Regions from separate parts of the Mus musculus genome. Here region 2 is linked to region 1. The links are chromatin contacts, called in public HiCAR-type maps. All regions are on one chromosome and are shown on one strand. Each heading gives the region's core, a stretch centred on a gene start, on an enhancer-like site or on the middle of the called end of the contact. The rest is flanking DNA. Distances are from core to core; before and after follow the strand shown.

Region 1 (5,603 bases), core at 1,423-3,922:
CTCTTTCACCAACATTCTGCTGTCCTGTGGGTACCTCTCATTTTGTCCTGTTAGACCAAAGGAAGTTTCTTCTAAATGTGTTCTTCACTACCCCTGGTTTATATTATCCTTACCTTGGCTTAAGTCTGGTGTGCAAGCACCTTCACTTATACAACTCATATTTATTGAGCATTTTGCTTGCCAATCATTGTCTTCAATTCTAGAGATGCCCTCCCCAATAAGAATAATGCCCCTGGCCTTGCTTTTTCTAGTGGAGGAAGCCGGTGTGTAAACAAATACATAAATACTATTTAAATTCTGAGTTCTGGAAAGCAACTGAAATGACAAGAATAAAATCATAACAAAGCAAAGGAGTCGAGAGTTATGTAATTAGGTGTGCCCTGGCTTACACAAACTGACAGGGAAGATGCTTGTCATGCTCACACAGGGCACACCATAGGAACTCAGCATCCTCTACCCTGAAGCAGTAATGACTAGCTGCTTTGTTCCACGTGATTTAACTTTGTGGTCTACGTTATATTCGCCATCCAAAAATTCTTACATTTACTTATGAATTTCTCGGAAACATTCCATAGAGCTAGTCTTACAGCATCTGGCCAATACATGGGGACATCGTTATAAGTTTTTCCTGTGTAATGGTGAGTGACACAGATGAGGACTTGCATGTAGGTGGTGCTGGTCATAGAGCATCAAGTCAAAGTGTCACTCACGCTATCACTCACCTGAGTACCTATAACTAGACATCCGTTAATTAAAATCGACCTCCTGTGACTCAGCCTAGCCTCTCCTGACAAGGTCTCTGAGCTCTTGACTTCGTCTGTACCAAGTAATGATGTTCTGTTGAATTCCATTTTGAGAAGTATCTCTGAGTCCATCTGTTCATGCGTGGTTTTCATTGTCAATGCAATCTTTAAAATATCCTCAGGAAATGTGTTCACAACCTATGCATCCATTTCCTACAACTGACTAATGCTTCTCTGTCAGTGATAACTCTATGCACACATTAGAGTATTAGCAGCAGAAGCTCTCCTTTAGTTTATGTCAGTGCTTGTCAACCCTGAGTGCCTGCGAAGTTCTCCCTGGGATCTCTGATACTGCTGTTGTTTCGGTCTTGTTTCTGTGGCCATTTCTAGGAAAGCCTACTTTACAGCAGATGCCCTTGTATTCTGACTCTTACAACCCTTTCTCCCTTCTTCAGCAAGCAGTGTTCCCTGCATTACGAATGCATGAGCTGTGATGTAGATGAAGCCATTGTGACCAGGCTCCCCACAATCTGTTGATCTCTATGCTGTGTTTAGTTGTGGTTTTCTGCAATGGTCTCCATTTCCTGTCAGGAGAAGTGGGTCTGGTGAGCGGTGGTAGCTACATGTACCTGTGGATGTAAGGACAAGATTTAGAATGTAGAAAAGACTTATGCCAGTCTATCAAAATTGTGGTGGTGTCTTAGTCAGGGTTTCTATTTCTGCACAAACATCATGACCAAGAATCAAGTTGGGGAGGAAAGGGTTTATTCGGTTTACACTTCCAAGCTGCTGTTCATCACCAAAGGAAGTCAGGACTGGAACTCAAACAGGTCAGGGAGCAGGAGCTGATGCAGAGGCCATGGAGGGATGTTCTTTACTGGCTTGCCTCCCCTGGCTTGCTCAGCCTGCTCTCTTATAGAACCCAAGACTGCCAGCCCAGGGATGGCACCACCCACAAGGGGCCTTTCCCCCTTGATCACTAATTGGGAAAATGCCTTACAGTTGGATCTCATGGAGGCATTTCCTCAACTGAAGCTCCTTTCTCTGTGATAACTCCAGCTGTGTCAAGTTGACACAAAACTAGCCAGTACAGGTGGTAAGGTCTTTTCTAAGACTCATGACCACATCAGCCCCAGAAAGCAGGCTAGGTAATGTGGAAGGGAGAAATTTTCATAGGGTCCCACCCCTAGACAAAGAAGTACAGGCAACCAATGACTGATGGGAGAAGGGGAATTAGCCTCTCTCTCTGGGATGAGTCCTTTTTGTTTGTCCAATGCAGAGTAGTCAGCTCTGAATCCACATAGTCACCCACAAACAACAAAACGACTCAATTACTTGTATTTATATATATTTGTACATGCATACACACTGATACATGAATAGTAAAAATAAAGAAAAAGAGGCTATTAATGTATGGATGGGGCATGGATGTTATTTAGGGGAGAGTCATTGGAGAGGGCTGAAGGGAGGAACGGGATGATGCGATTCTAATTCAATTCAAACATTATCTAAACGTTTTCATCTAAAAATACATGTACTCTCCTATAAAGTGTTGCTTGAAAGGAGAATAAGATGCTAAGCAGTCAGACGTGCTGTTGAGTAAGAGAGGCATCTTTCCTGTTTACTAACGTGCACGAATTTCAGACTATTATAAGCAACTTCAGGAGATTGTCTACAACTACCTCTAATGGCTTCAGCTGCAGGAAAGAAGAAAGGAAACCAGCATCTCCCATTGTAAGCAATTCTGGAAGAAGCACAAGTAGAATTTGCTGAGACTCAAAACATCATGTGGGAGTGTTTGTCCCAAATTGCTCCTTGATGCAGATTTGGTTTAAAAACACTAAAAATAATGCCTTTACTCATCTAGGACTTCAAAGTTTCTAAGTAGATTTCCCATCATACTTTGTCCAAGCCTCCAGTCATCGGACTGAAGGCGCCCAAACAAAAGACTCTGTACAGACAGCATATTCTCTGAGACACCATGAGGCTTGACAGAGACTGGCAGTTTCCACGTGGTCGAGGAAGAGCTGGGCTGTAGGAAGATGACTGCTTCTTCACATTTGCTGTGTCCTTGTTCTCTCCCCATTTCTCCAGACAGCACATGAGAACTATGGGAGGTGTGTCACTCCCAGACGTCAGTTTGCATGAGTGCTTCTTGTGATTCCCAAGTCTCCGGTGACCATGAAGCTCATGGATGTTGGAGGAGTTCTTCTGTTTCCCATGTACTTTTTCTACAATGTCTGCCCTGAGTTCGTCAGCCGAGATTAGAGCTGTGTGCTCTAGCCACTGGTACCAGATAACCCTTTGACTTAAGAAACAATTATGATTCTGTTTGTATCTGAGCTTCCATCTGGACAGCTTGGTGATCTTGTGGATCAACCTTTCAATAGTAAAAACAAACAAACAAAAAGCCCTAAGCTTATTTTTTTTAAATTTCTCACAAGTAACCAGAATATGTATTGTAATTGAGAGAAGAATCCTCTTAGCCCATATTTCCCAAGCCAAGGGTCAATCCAATACCACCTGTATGTTGCCAGGATTTTACAGAATTATTAAAAGGCAATGGAATTTGAAACTTGACAGTCAGAATATGCACAGATCAGTTTGCACAGAGTCTTGTATTTTCCTTTACCATCATAGGAAGATACTCTAGTTTCTAGAATTGGGAACTCAAAGTAAGCACGGCCTATGTGGCATGTACTATGTTTAAAATGTTATAAACGCAGTCCTCACCATGTAGCGCATAAATAATTTACAGGGCACTATCTCATCATCCTCATTTCAGAAATGAGGAAACTGAGGGTCTTAAAGTTAAGTAATGTGACTGGATAGGCGAGATTAGTAAGGGCCAGACCCCGAACTCAGATGCAGACACAATGGATGCAGAGGCAAGCTCTGCTCTCCAGTGCCGAAATACAGTGTCAGCTTTTATTTGCCCCATACAAGGAAATAGAAAATAAAATCATTAGTCAGTAGACATCAGAGGAGATCAGAGAATAAATCTAAATCAAAGGAGAGCTAGAGAGTCTTCCAACAGAATGCAGTGTCTGCTTATATTGCATTGAACCTGCATCTCTCTGGATACTGACAACTGTGAGGGTCTACTTAAGATGTGCCTGCTTCCAGATAGGAAGGTGGAAAAGAACCATGCATGGGGTGTCTACCATACACATAACGAATTATTAATGTATCTGTGATATTTGAACCTTGTCAAAATATGGGATGTTGACAGGACTTTGTTCTGCAATTGTCTAATAGCAATACTGCTCCATTGTTCCGTCCTTCATGTTGCTCAGTGTCACAGGAGTTGTCTGCCCTTCCTACTGCTCAGTGTCACACAGGAATTGAGCATAAATGCCTCCGAAGAGCTTTAAGTGCCAACATGCAGACCTCCATGTGATCATGGGACTGGAAGAGAAAGAAGAGTCATTCTACTCTCAGTGGCTTTGAAAGAATGTCACTTTTAACATATGCAACTGTAGAAAGGAAAAGAAAAGATTCATATGTTCAAGTAAAGGCTTAATGGAATGCTATCCTAACTCTGATGATAACTGTGACGTTTTAACTCCTGGATTCTTAGATATTTACTGATGTGTTAATGTATGTATTATACACAGTCATATAGTCTATATATAGCCATCCCTTTACATTCATGCTTACTAAATTCATGTTTCAAACAACCATTGAATTAAAAGATTCATAAAATTGAATTTATGTCTATACTATACATGAAGAGATTTTTTTCTTGTTGTTATCCCCTAATATATCTTTTCAACAATTATAAAATGCTTCTGTTTTGTCAATTATTGTAAAATATCCATGATTTAAAGTGGATGGCAGTCACTGTGGTGGTTCTGTGCAAGCACTACCCACTTTTGTGTAACCAACTTAAGCATTTCAGATATTGTTGTTCATAAAAGATTCTGGGACCAACCCCTATGAGTGCCAAAGAATAACTACCTACCTAAAATATGTAATTTTATGACATTTAGAAAATAAAGGGCAGAAATATCCCAGCACTTAATGTATGCCTTCTATCTGTCCCACAAGTTAATACATAGAAAATAGTTTCATAAGTGATTTGAATAAGTTTTCCATCTCTTACTTGTGTGTGACTGGCTAACCTGGGTCTGTTAGCCAGCCTGGGTCTGAGCTGCCAGTGGAAGCTAAGAAGCAGTGAGGTCAAACATGAGACAGAACACACTCAGTTACTGGAGTGAGCACAAAAACCTCAGCGTTCAGTACAATGCCTCGTGCCTATAATCTCCGCACACGGTGGCTGAGGCAGGAGGACTCTGTCATGACTTTGAGGATGACACTGTGGGTTCCAGCCCAGCCCAGGTTACAGTGTGAGACCTTGCCTCAAAAAGACAAAGCAGAACTGAGTGAAATCCAGGGGGCCATTTCACAGATGAAGGCTAAGTAAAAGCCATGGGATAGACATTGCTACAGGCATGTCATCAGGCAAGTGGCCAAGGCGCTATTGACTCAAGCCTGAAAGTCGATGCTCTGGAGTCAAATCTATTTATCTGTTCTTCTTTTCCTTGTTTAGATGTGTAAGCAGAGTGTCCAGTGGCTAAGGGTCAGAATCCATGGCTGCACGGCTTATGTTTGAGTTTTGATTGTCTAGTCTCTCCCTGTGATAGCAGGAGCATGTGTGGCATCTAATCACTGTCTCGGCGGTGAGTCTGACAACTACAACAGGGCTTTTCTCATAGGGTGAGCATGAGGGTCGAGGGAGCTAATATATGAAAAATATTAGCATGGTAATTGCAGCTATGGCACAGATAATTATTACTCTCATTATTAATAATCTCTGCTGTGTTCCTGTGCCCTCCTACAGGATGAAGGTCGTAACAC
Region 2 (5,603 bases), core at 1,369-3,868, 120 kb after region 1:
TGTTTTCCAAGGGTTGCCCCGCCAGTTCTAGCACAGTTAAGTTCATACTGCAGGTTTCTTTGATCTTTCCAGGCCACTGGCTGTGTTCTGCATGGTCTCCTTAGAATAAACACCGTTTGTTCTACCCGAACTATGCACTGTTGAACACAATCTATCAGCCTGACTCATTTGCTCCCCGTGACAGCATAAAGGATCCTAACACAACACAGAACAGGCAAATACACGTAGAATGAAAGACCCCAGGAAGACTCAGGCTCTTCGTGTGCCTTATCTCCATTGATCCTCACAAAAGAAGAAACTTGCTCTGTGTGTGTCAAAGAAGCGTGCTCCGTGAGTTTAGTCTATTGGCAAAGTAATTTGTAGTTAAGTTTCTGGGCTGTTAGGGAGGCAGATACAAGTGGAGAGCAAGCAGCCTGCCCCCCCCCCCAAAACAAATGCTGTACTACCACCTTTTGCGAAAAGAAGACAAACATAATCCTATATCCCATGGAAAACAAATTAAAAACAGTATAATGAGAAAACAGGTACACGACATATTGCCACACAGTCATTTCCCTTCTCAGATTTCCCACTACACTTTCAGAGTCCTTTTCAGATTTTAAATCAAGAAGATGGAACTTGGTGAAGCAGACTAAACCACTCAAAGCGGATAGCCATTAGCCATTGCCTGTTGGGAAGCATGTTGTCTGTCCCAGCCTTCTTGTCCTCCCTGGTCCTTCTCATTCTAGTGTCCAAATGCTCATCTGGCAAAATGGTGGAGAATATGAGTGCAGCAAAGAAGCTTCAGTGAGATGCGATATTAGCAACGATAAAGAAAACTCAAAGCCAAAACTGAGCGCAAAGCATGCTGGGTGCACGGGGCAGGGCAGGGCGTGTCTCTGCTCTGTCTAGATCTGGATATACTTGCTGTAGACAGAGGGGCGAGACACCTCGGGGAAGATTTGTTCGTGCCACTCCAACCAGCGCTCTCATTGCTGTTAGAATAGGAGATAGTGTGGAGAACATTGGGAACACATATAAGCTCTCATTAACAGTGAATGACAAGCTAATTTCCTCTTCATTTGTACAATATAGACATCATGCATTTTTATGAGGTTAAATCGGGGGTTCTGAAAGTTTAGCAAACAATTCTTAAGAGAGTTCTGTATTCCCTAATAACATTTTCTTTAAAAAAAAAAAAAAAAAAAAAAAAAAGGAGGCTAAGAAAGTAGAGATAAAGATGTAGAACTTTTGTCTCTAGGCAAGTCGAGAAGAAAATGTAAAAATATTCAACATAAGAGAACACAGTGGCATCAGATGCAGACTCGGGAGGCTAGAGTGGGAGCCAAGGTTATAGTAGAGACTAGAGTGGGAGCCAAGGTTATAGTAGAGACTAGAGTGGGAGCCAAGGTTATAGTAGAGACTAGAGTGGGAGCCAAGGTTATAGTAGAGACTAGAGTGGGAGCCAAGGTTATAGTAGAGACTAGAGTGGGAGCCAAGGTTATAGTGTGCGTGAGGGAGATTTAGCAGGGGTAGATTCAGGGGGAGGGGTTGGAAGCAAACCCGGGGCCTCTCACATGTTTGGTAAGCACTCTACCACTTAGTCATATAACCAGCCCGAACACATAATTTCTTTAAAATTAAAAATAAAAAAGAAGACATTTTGCTAAACCCTGGCCACCATGTATTGGCCATCATGGGCCCAGCCTCAGTCCCTGAGCCTCTGTTTTTGGGTGACCCACCAGTTTGAGACTGGACACGACCAGACGTCACTACGACTGCTCCATTTCTCAGGTTGCCTTCCCATCCCTCCCTTGTGACACCTTGACACCATGCCAGAGCGGGTCCCAATGAGTGCTACTCCTGCTTGTAATTGTTACCAGCCCACCCAGAACACAGGCTGCCTTGTGAGATTGACTAGAACAGACTCTCAGCCCTCTGTGCACCCAGCCTGATCCTGAAATCCTGGCCCCTGGGGTGAGTCACGTGGGAGCCATCTCCACACCTGCCGTGGAGAGAGCAGATTCAGTCACCCTGGGGAACTCTTGTGGCCATTCAGATTATGACCTATATTTAGAGAGAATTAAGTGTGCTTCCTACGTGTTGCATAAGGCTGAATCTGAAAGAACAGCACATGTACTTAAACACTGAGCCACCTCTCCATCCCAAGGCAGGTGTTCTGTCACGTTCTTGTCATTCTGACCCTGAATGGGGAATGGTTTGGCATCATTCTTGAGACTCCTGTTCACTGATTGTTTTATTCATGGGTTGAGTATGAGCTTCGCTTTGGAGAGTACTTTCTTTGCTGTCTTTGGGCACACCAGAAGAGGGCACCAGATCACATTGCAGATGGTTGTGAGCCACCGTGTGGTTGCTTGAATTAAACTCAGGACCTTTGGAAGAGCAGTCGGTGCTCTTAACCACTGAGCCATCTCTCTAGCCCCAGTACTTTCTTTATAAAAGTAGCTGTCCTGTCCAGCTTTGCTAGGGGACCCTACCCCAGTCCTCCATGTACAAGTTGTCAGAACTAGGTGAGCCACCCTTTTTTTGCAAGATTCGCTTTAATCAGGGCAGGCGCAGACAGTTCCCAGGGAAAGCCTAGCATACTATTTGGAGAGAGCAGCTCTGAATCTTAGATACTGAGTCAGGGTTTTCCTGGCAGGCAGGCTCTCACCCAAGGCGCTGTTTGAAATGTGTCATACGGCTCGGAATACAATTGTGTGCATCCCACAGGCTACCTGAACGTCGCTTGTCTCTGGAGGGAGGCACCCTCCCGCTCTCAGTAGATTTCCTTGGGCTTGGGCCCATGACCTCCGTTTAACAGAACATCCCAAAATGATGTATCATCAAAGGCAGGTAACTTGAGCCAAATTAAGTTAGTTTGAAACCGGTTGCCTTCTTTTGTATGTGTGAATATATTATAAATTAAAGTGCTGTCCCGTTTAGCAAGACCTCACGCCGGGAGAGGCATAGGGGCCAGAGATTCTCAAATCAGTTTCTGTGCTTAGGGCCAGGTTCATTTGAATCCAATATAGAGAAATATTGCCCTCTAGTGGAGGCAGCTTATTGATTCATTTGCCACCTAATTGTGAAATTGTGAATTGGGAAAACTGAATTTTACTTTTTTTCCATATTATTAAAAATATTTGTCCTTAATCCTAGCACTTGGGAGGCAGAGGCAGGTGGATTTCTGAGTTCAAGGCCAGCCTGGTCTACAGAGTGAGTTCCAGGACAGCCAGAGCTACACAGAGAAACCCTGTCTCGGATGGGGGGGGGGGGGATCCATACAATGTATCTGTATTATGGTTTCCCTTCCCTCTACTGCTCCCAGTCCCCCCCCCCCCCACACACACACACCTCCCCTCCTCTTCAGGTCCCTCCCCCCTTTCTGTGCCTTGCAAAGGACCTGTAGGAAAACAAATTTAAAAAGAAAGGGAGGAAGAGGGAGGGAGGGAGGGGAGGGAGGAGAGAGGAGGAGGAGGGGGATGCCAAGACACAACATTATGAAAGTGGGAATTTCCAAAAATGCAATTGAGTTAGTTTTGCATGTCCGCTGGGTGCACAGCCTAACCTGAAGAGTAGTTTCTCCAGCGAGACTCCCTTTGAGAAACCTAATGCTTTATTTGAAGCGGTTATCAGCTGTAGATAGCTTCTGTGTTAAGGATGGGACACATCTGCCTCTTCTTTCACCTCCAGGACCCCATCGCAGCCCTGTGCAGGCCTCTGCCTCTGCGTGTTCAGATGGGTTTAGTAGGCCCTGTCTCCTTGGTGTCCTCTGTCCCCTCTAGATCTTAGGCTCTTTCTGCCTCCTCTTCCACGGGGTTTCCTGAGCTCTGAGGGGAGGGTTTGCATGAAGGGATCCCACTTAGGGCCGAGCATCCCAAGGGCCCTCACTCTCTGCACACCGTCTGGCCCTGTTCACCCAGTTCTTGAGCAGAGAGCTTTATCATCTTGGTCTACTGATGGTGGCTTTTTCAACTGCCAGGGTTCTATGCAAGAGTCTAAATCAGCTCGTTTAAATCAGCTTGTAGAGTACATCACTTGAACTCTGGGTATATGCTATGATGTTCTCCCTCCTCGGTGAGTTATTGGGGGCAGAGCAATAGACATAGTCCAGCCAAAAAATTGGAGAAAAGGGGTGTTCTGTGCTTAGCCATATGTGGTAAAGTGAATTTGCTCTCAGATAAATTGTTAAAAAGTAGAAAGCATATGTATGCACTAAGGCACTGAGCGTACAAAAAGGAGAGAGAGATGGATCTGAAGGTTTGGGTTTGGGTTTTCTTAGCAGGGGTGTTTTAGGGTTTTTTTTGTTTGTTTGTTTGTTTGTTTTTTTGTTTTTTTGTTTTTTTCTTATTGTTGGCTTAGTTTGGGCAAATTCAATTTAGGAGTTTGGTTAAAAGAGATTTTGGAAGCATATGCACAGAGGTAAGTTCATAATTATTACTTCCTCTGTCCTGAATGGAAAACCTTTGAGAGCAGCAAAGGAACAAGAGATCTTTTTGCTAAATACGTTTTTCAGTTTATTTGTTTGTTTGTTTGTTTGTTTGTTTATTCACTTTACATCCCAATCGCTGCCCCCTCCCTTTCTCCCTTCCACAATCCCTGCCCCCATCTCCCCTCCCCTTCTCTTCTGAGAAGGTGGAGCCTCCCTCCGCCCCCCAGGCTATGTTCTAAATTAAGTATTTTTTGAGCATGGGTGACTTTGAGTTTTCTAATTTAGATGTGTAGTTCTCTATATGACCTGTAGGTGGCGCACTCAAACAGCGGTCCTCCTCAAAGTAACAATAAGGCCCCTTTGCTACAGTCCCAAGGTTGGTTTTACAAAGCTAGAGTGATCCCAGTAAAGGCTGAGGAGGGCTGCCTTGGGAAACCCTTTATACACTACATCAATGCTCATCTCTCTGGAATTACTATGTTTTATTTTCGATGCCACCCAGGACTTTTATAGCCTCAGGGTGGCCGTTTGTACATAAAGTCAAATAGTATTGTCATGCAAAGAACTTCAGAATAGTAATAATGAATATAATCATGAAGACATGGCTTAAATGTAATTATGTTTTTCAAAGTCACTACCCCTCATAAAGCACTGAACTGTATAGTTTATTAAACTGAGTCGTAAGCTTCCTAGGGGTAGAGGCCCATCTGCCTAGTGTTCAGTCATGCCCATATGCTTTCCTGATCTTTTATTGCCTTGTATACACTGGACTTCCCTAAATACAGTCTCCATTCCCCGTTCTCTCTTGCCACTGACCCTCAGATAAGACGGAGCAGTAGTTCAGAAGCAGGTGGCTATAATTTCAGAACTCAGAGCTTTGCCAGGCATGGCACCAAGTTCCTAGAATCTCATGTAGAAGAAGCTGGAGGAAAGGTGCCATGGTGAGTTACAGACCAGCTGGGTTATAACAGACCTTGTCTTAAACAAAACAGGACCAAAAAGCCTCACAGCTTGTTTTAAATGCAACATTAGCTGAGATGACCTTTAGAGTAGCCATTCCCAAGCCTGTTCTAACAGGCTTGGGGAAACTTTGTAAACTTTTTCATAGTCTAAGCAGAATGTTAAGGCCTAATAGAGTTTATAGGGGGGAAAAAAAAAGATTGAATGGCGTCTGGACCAGGAATTTAGT

The links. HiCAR-type assays count read pairs that join an accessible place to other places.
Region 2: a HiCAR-type map of PVALB interneurons shows a contact between it and region 1, with 4 times the contacts expected there. The contact joins two enhancer-like sites. A contact is called at or near these places in 1 of 39 promoter capture datasets (hippocampal neurons), 6 of 15 datasets of contacts at CTCF or cohesin (the NIH/3T3 cell line, embryonic stem cells, hippocampal excitatory neurons and 1 more), 167 of 484 Hi-C or Micro-C datasets (the 3T3-L1 cell line, 3T3-L1-derived adipocytes, 8-cell embryo and 96 more), 14 of 115 datasets of contacts at active chromatin or transcription factors (the NIH/3T3 cell line, PVALB interneurons, SST interneurons and 10 more) and 4 of 9 other capture datasets (adipose tissue, embryonic stem cells, liver and 1 more).

The regions. Positions count from the first base shown.
Region 1 is chr10:116,073,594-116,079,196 of GRCm38.p6, forward strand. The region is part of intron 2 of Ptprr (protein tyrosine phosphatase, receptor type, R); the gene reads left to right. Among named protein-coding and RNA genes, the nearest start is that of Taf7l2, 38 kb to the right of the region's middle. Within about 2 kb of position 2,673, at least 2 of the 459 cell types and tissues checked have an H3K27ac peak or open chromatin away from gene starts, as enhancers often do. A contact at or near this core is called in PVALB interneurons and SST interneurons, where this site is marked.
Region 2 is chr10:116,194,498-116,200,100 of GRCm38.p6, forward strand. The region is part of intron 6 of Ptprr (protein tyrosine phosphatase, receptor type, R); the gene reads left to right. Among named protein-coding and RNA genes, the nearest start is that of Taf7l2, 83 kb to the left of the region's middle. Within about 2 kb of position 2,619, at least 45 of the 459 cell types and tissues checked have an H3K27ac peak or open chromatin away from gene starts, as enhancers often do. A contact at or near this core is called in PVALB interneurons and SST interneurons, where this site is marked.